Regions from separate parts of the Mus musculus genome. Here region 1 is linked to region 2. Evidence: chromatin contacts called from public Hi-C data. All regions are on one chromosome and are shown on one strand. The core of a region is the stretch at or near the end of the contact, and the rest is flanking DNA. Distances in the headings are between cores, read along the strand shown. Region 1 overlaps Med12l (mediator complex subunit 12-like). Region 2 has its middle 7.8 kb from the start of Gm22491.

Region 1 (2,700 bases), core at 114-2,613, 97 kb before region 2:
GCTATTGCTATTAAGTGCCTAGTTACATGAGAGGCACTATGAATACTTAATGCTGCACTAATAATGGGTTCACAACATCTTATGTCATCTAGCAATGACATGCCCTTTTATAAATGTAAGCAAATTATCCACAGGTACCTCAAAGCCTGCTGATTTCACAGCTGAGGGGCTTCCTGTCAGCCATGCCCCTGCCTCCACTTGCAAATACCTTCCTCTCTTGTCTGACTGTACACCAACTGTAATACACCTTTCATGAATCCGTGAACCCCTCTCCTTCAAGACAAATCCTAGTGGTATATCCTCCTCCCTGTCACCATACCAGCAGCCTTTCAGTGAGCTCAGAAGCCCAAAGTAAGAAAACACACCCACATCCTTGGAATGATGTGGCAGGCATGAGGCCAGGGACTAAGGATGTGATGGAAGGCATAAGGCACAGCCCCTGACATCACAGAGCAGGCGTCTGAGAAAGGTAACTGTGCCCAAGCACAGCCAAGAAAGAAACAAAGCCCTCCTATTTCTGGTGACAGTAATCAAGCACAATGCCTAAACCGGGTGGACTCAGGTAAGTACAGGACATGCTGAACTTGAGACTTCTGTTACCTAAGAACTCTAAACTTTGAGCACAAACTGGTATGAAACCATCATAAACAAGCACTATGTAGGTTTTGCGGTTGGAGTTTCATGGTGATACTAGGAGCAGAGACTGAGAAAACGACCCATGCTGTGCTGTCCTGAAGCACTCTGCTCTGGCTGGGGCATCTGGCCTGGCTGTTTCATTACTTGGAAAGAAGTCTGTTCACAGGGGCCCCAGAAAGAGAATTGAAAAGCAGCTTTTCCTGCCTGCCACCCTTGGGTCTTCCCTCTTCTCCACGTTCCTGAAGCGCCCAAACGTGCAGTGCAGCCTCTGCTCTCACACCAGGCAGGATCAAAAGCAGAGAGGCCAAGAGGAAGGAAGTGGTCCAAGAGCTCTGCAAAGCTGTGGGGCCCTCCCCACCTGGCGGCCTGGAGATGAGGTCACCAGTAACTGCCTAGTCAGTACCGGGAAGCTGAGGGCTCCGTGGTTCACTCCCCTCAGGTGACTGCTGGGCCCAGAGGCCACTGTCAGACAGCCTCTGAGCTCTGAATTGAATGCGAGAATTTCTTCCTTTTATAAGACACAGAGTGGAAAAAATACTAAAACACAAGGTGCATTCCCTACCTTCTTTACAGCAGCACTCAAGTTGACACCGCCCCAGCAGGGAAAGAGTAAAAGCAGCTCACATTCCATGAGCTATTAGTGAAAGCGTGCCCCCAGCACGGGCAGGGTCAGCTCCTCTCACCACAGGCAGAGCCTGGTGTCAAATGTTCTCACCTGTACTCTACAATTTCTAACGGACTTTAGCTGACTATTGAAGCTGAGGCTGTACGCAAATCAGGACTCTCCACCTCCTACAAGGATGTGAAGGATCAGATTTCCCTCTTAGCCATTACAAAGCAGTCTGCAAGGACTACAGAGACAGGAGGGGCTGAGGTCCCCCCAGCTGGTATGAGAAAGAACACCCCTTGTAAAAGCAAACATCAAACCACCATGACTAGAGAGAGGTTGCTAACTTTATCTCCCACCACGCATGCAACATCAATCCTGGACAAATTATAGGACCCAAGAAAAAAAGGAGGTACATTTTAAAGATGGGAGATACATATCTGAGTCTTAACCAACCACTCAATATATCTCCATCTTACTAGAGAACAGGTACATAATGTTGGTTCTTCCAATAAAATATAAGCTATTTTATTACTGGCCACAGTAGCAATTTTTGGAACATACTTATTATGTTTTATAATCTCAATGGATATTCATGCTCAAGTGTTGTATAACTATGCGAAAACTCTGAGCACACAACTGTGAGTAACTTGCTCTAAGCCACACAGCTACCATCCAATATTTACATGTGAATTCCAGGAATAACAAGTAACTCAGTGCTCAGGAAAACAGTGGCTCCTGAGCCAGGCACGGTGGCACACGCCAGCAATCTCAGCACTAAGCAGGCAAGGCAGGAAGATTTGGAGTTCAGAAGTCTCCCTGAGCCACAGAGGACCTTATCTCCAAATAAGAAGGGAAAAAGAAAGGGAACAGAAAAAGAGGGGAGGAGAGGGGAAGGGGAGGGGAGGAGAGGGGAGGGGAGGGAAGGGGAGGGGAGGGGAGGTTGATTCTTTGGTTCAGTGGACAAGTAAAACCGTCTGTTATCATTATTTAAAATTGTAAATGGACAAGTAAAACTGTCACTTGCAAACTTATACATAAATACATGCCTTAATATAAATGCATATTAAAAACTAAAGCCACGTTTTAAAGATGTTAATGCTATAAACTTAACATTTTAAGTATTTAAACATTAATGTTTAAATATTTAATGTTACAGAAGGGGCCGTCCATACAGATATCCTCCCAGATTAAAAGTTAGGAAGCGTGAACTAAAAGTTAACAATACTGTCTTTGTTTTACTCAAAGGCACCACATTAACCACAAAGCCACTCACATCTCTTCCCAGAATGCAATCAATATTCAAATCACCATTAAACCTCTCTTGCATCCCCATCCAAACTGCTACATCATCCAGGACTTGGTCTAAAGCCCATACTGCCCTCTAGTGGCGAATACCATGACACATGCATAGCAGAGAATGCCTTCCTTAAGATGTGGCTCAAATTCTACCCTGC
Region 2 (2,700 bases), core at 141-2,640:
CCTCACTCACAAGTTCATGATTAAAACACATGGTCACCAGTAGGAAGCAGTATTTATAGTTCTCACACACACACTCATTCACAGACACACCTGGAGTACCCTGACTTTGAATGGTTCATCTGAGGATGGTGTGTGTGTGTGTGTGTGTGTGTGTGTGTGTGCCCTGTCTCTAAAACATTCTGCTCTGCCTTCTTTTTCCACTGCCCAACCACAGGCTCTAGACTTATCTGACTAATCTTAGACTTATCTAAGATTGCACCTGACCTCCCCTGAGCACAGGCACCCCTTTTGAGGGGGTCAGAAAAACAGACAGCAATCTACCACACCAGAGTACCGTAGTGAACCTGTGTTCATCAGTTCAGCTGGAATCACCCTGCGTAATCAGCTCTGAGATGCTGGGCAGCTGCATGCCACATGCCCAGCTTGTCTATATGTTTATGTGGATGTTGAGGACCAAGCTTCAGATCTCACACACGTGCAGCATCATTTTTCAACTTGATAGAACCGTACATGGAACTTGAATCTTTATCCTGAAGTGTCAACATGTGGAACAATACGCTCTCACGCCACTTACACCATCAGCGAGCTGAAACTCCTAGTTAGCCACGCAAGCTATTTAACACTTCACGGCCAAACAGGTTTTGTGTTGGATGCTTCTTCCAACTGCTCTACGCTGGAGTAAAAGATAGGCTTGGTGTGTCATTTCCCTCCTAGCCCTTTCCGCTCTTATCCTGTAAGTATCTGCTGGTGGTTTCAGGTTTATTAGCTCTAGGTTTCATTTAGAAGCAAACCTTGTCTTATTAACATGGCATACCGTATACACGTATTTCTCAGTTTTGTTTGTTTTCCTTTTGTTGCTCCACATCAGCCTGGAAGTAATTCCGTGTCGGTTCACAGAGATCTCCCTGCTTGTGAGCTCTCTGCTGTGTGGATACTGTAGTTTACTAATCAGTCTCCATGGTAGAGGACTTAGAGTGCTCGTGAGTATTTTTACAACGACAAATAATGCTGTAATAAATAACCTTGAGCGTGGGTATTTTTGTTCCACTAGAGGAAGCACCGTGTAGAGACAGAAACCACACAGCAATTAAAATAGAGGAAGTTTAATGCTAAAAATTATAAAACCCTGATAGAGTAACATAAAGAAGAAAAGAACTATAATGATTGGCTAACATTTTCTACAATAGGACAGACTGCAAATAGATTGACCATACTCTCTCTGTCACACGGAAAGCTCTATAGACGGTACATAAACAAATGGGCCTGGCTGTGTTCCCAAACAATTTTATTTCCAAAACAGGTGGTGAGTTAGACTTAGGCAGCTGACCATAATTCTTCAAAGCAGGATATAAAGGATGTTACAGTGCAGAAAACGGATACCAAGGCCGCAGAGCCAGCTAGGGAACTTCCACTGTCTGTCAGGAGAGAAGCCTCTTAGAAACAAGGGTGGACTACTGGATGGAGGAGAAATTGAGGGAGGGACCTCCACTAATCTTGTCCACAGTTGGGGGGTGAGGGGCAAGCAGGAAACGCCTTTTGGGCATACAAAGCCTCACAAATAGCCACAGACTGGCGTGAAGCACTGCGTGGCACTCTTGCTGGCCACTAGACCCAGTTTGAGACTGGCCACTCTGACACTACCTGCCCGATTCCATCACGTTCTTCTGCACAGGCAACACAGGCTTTGAAAGAACAGCTAAGTAAAAGAAAGCCAAACCCAGCCTGCCAGAAATTGTCTCTTTTCCTTCTGCAATGTCTCTCTCGCGCCCTCTACTGACAAAGCTTAATATCCATTACCTCAGAGAAGCTCTGGAGGGCAGATCAAAAGTGGAAAGGCTCCTGGAGTAATTTGCGAGTCCACTGAACAAACCTATTCTGTAAGAGTTATCATGCTGAATCCTTGAACACAGCGTGTTTCCAAACTCCTTTCTTTTCTTTTTTCTTTTTTTGTCAATATGAAAATTGTGCTTTTGCCTCTGTGTAATTTTAAATTAAATGTATTGGTAAAATTAAATATCTTTTTATATACTGAACGTTTTTTGTGTGAATGTTTGCATCTCTTATCCACAGCGATTCAGATGGCTATGTATAGCGCTATGTAGAATAGTGACTGTACACTTTAAAATCAAAAGCCCCCTGGAATTTAAAAATAATTTTTAGATTTATTTATTTTTATTTTATGTGTATAAGTGTCTTTTTGTTATTTTGTTTTTGCCTTTTGGGGTTTTTTTTCCCCTGTGTGTATGTATGTATATTGTGAGCATGCATGCTGCTTGCTCAAGTCAGAAGATAGAGTCACATCTCCTGGACCCGGAGTAATAAATAATTGTAAGTGCTGGGAACCGAACCTGGGTCCTCTGCAAGAGTTACAAACTCTGAGCTGCCTCTCCAGCCTCCCATTGCTGTTTTAATAGAGCCCAAGGCCTACCATGTCTAGCTGTAAAGAAAACTTATTTTAGAAACATACTTATAAAAAATAAATTACTGGGTGGTTTCCAGGATCCCACACTATTAGCTGAAAAGCATCTGAGTTCTTCTTACTTAAGTTTCCAAAATACATTTGAAATTACAATTTAGTTTATCAGAAATGTATTGGCTTACAAACCCAAAGACCATCTGAACTGTATATAATTCTCAATGCCTCAAGTTTGTCTCCTGCTGAGGACCTGGGCAGAGCCCAGTGCAGAGACCCAGCTTGGC

Evidence for each region. A called contact is a pair of places that touch in the nucleus more often than the background predicts.
Region 1: a Hi-C map of the HPC-7 cell line shows a contact between it and region 2, with 3 times the contacts expected there. The contact joins two enhancer-like sites. A contact is called at or near these places in 9 of 39 promoter capture datasets (the C10 cell line, the HPC-7 cell line, HPC-7-derived erythroid cells and 6 more), 3 of 15 datasets of contacts at CTCF or cohesin (the NIH/3T3 cell line, large pre-B cells and pro-B cells), 66 of 484 Hi-C or Micro-C datasets (the AML12 cell line, B cells, the C2C12 cell line and 46 more), 4 of 115 datasets of contacts at active chromatin or transcription factors (bone marrow-derived macrophages, double positive thymocytes and embryonic stem cells) and 3 of 9 other capture datasets (embryonic stem cells, embryonic tail and pancreatic islet).

Annotation. Positions count from the first base shown.
Region 1 is chr3:59,079,399-59,082,098 of GRCm38.p6, reverse strand. The region is part of intron 10 of Med12l (mediator complex subunit 12-like); the gene reads right to left. Among named protein-coding and RNA genes, the nearest start is that of Gpr171, 21 kb to the left of the region's middle. Within about 2 kb of position 1,363, at least 83 of the 459 cell types and tissues checked have an H3K27ac peak or open chromatin away from gene starts, as enhancers often do. A contact at or near this core is called in B cells, the HPC-7 cell line, LSK cells and 2 more, where this site is marked.
Region 2 is chr3:58,982,046-58,984,745 of GRCm38.p6, reverse strand. No RefSeq gene overlaps it. Among named protein-coding and RNA genes, the nearest start is that of Gm22491, 7.8 kb to the right of the region's middle. Within about 2 kb of position 1,390, at least 23 of the 459 cell types and tissues checked have an H3K27ac peak or open chromatin away from gene starts, as enhancers often do. A contact at or near this core is called in B cells, the HPC-7 cell line, LSK cells and 2 more, where this site is marked.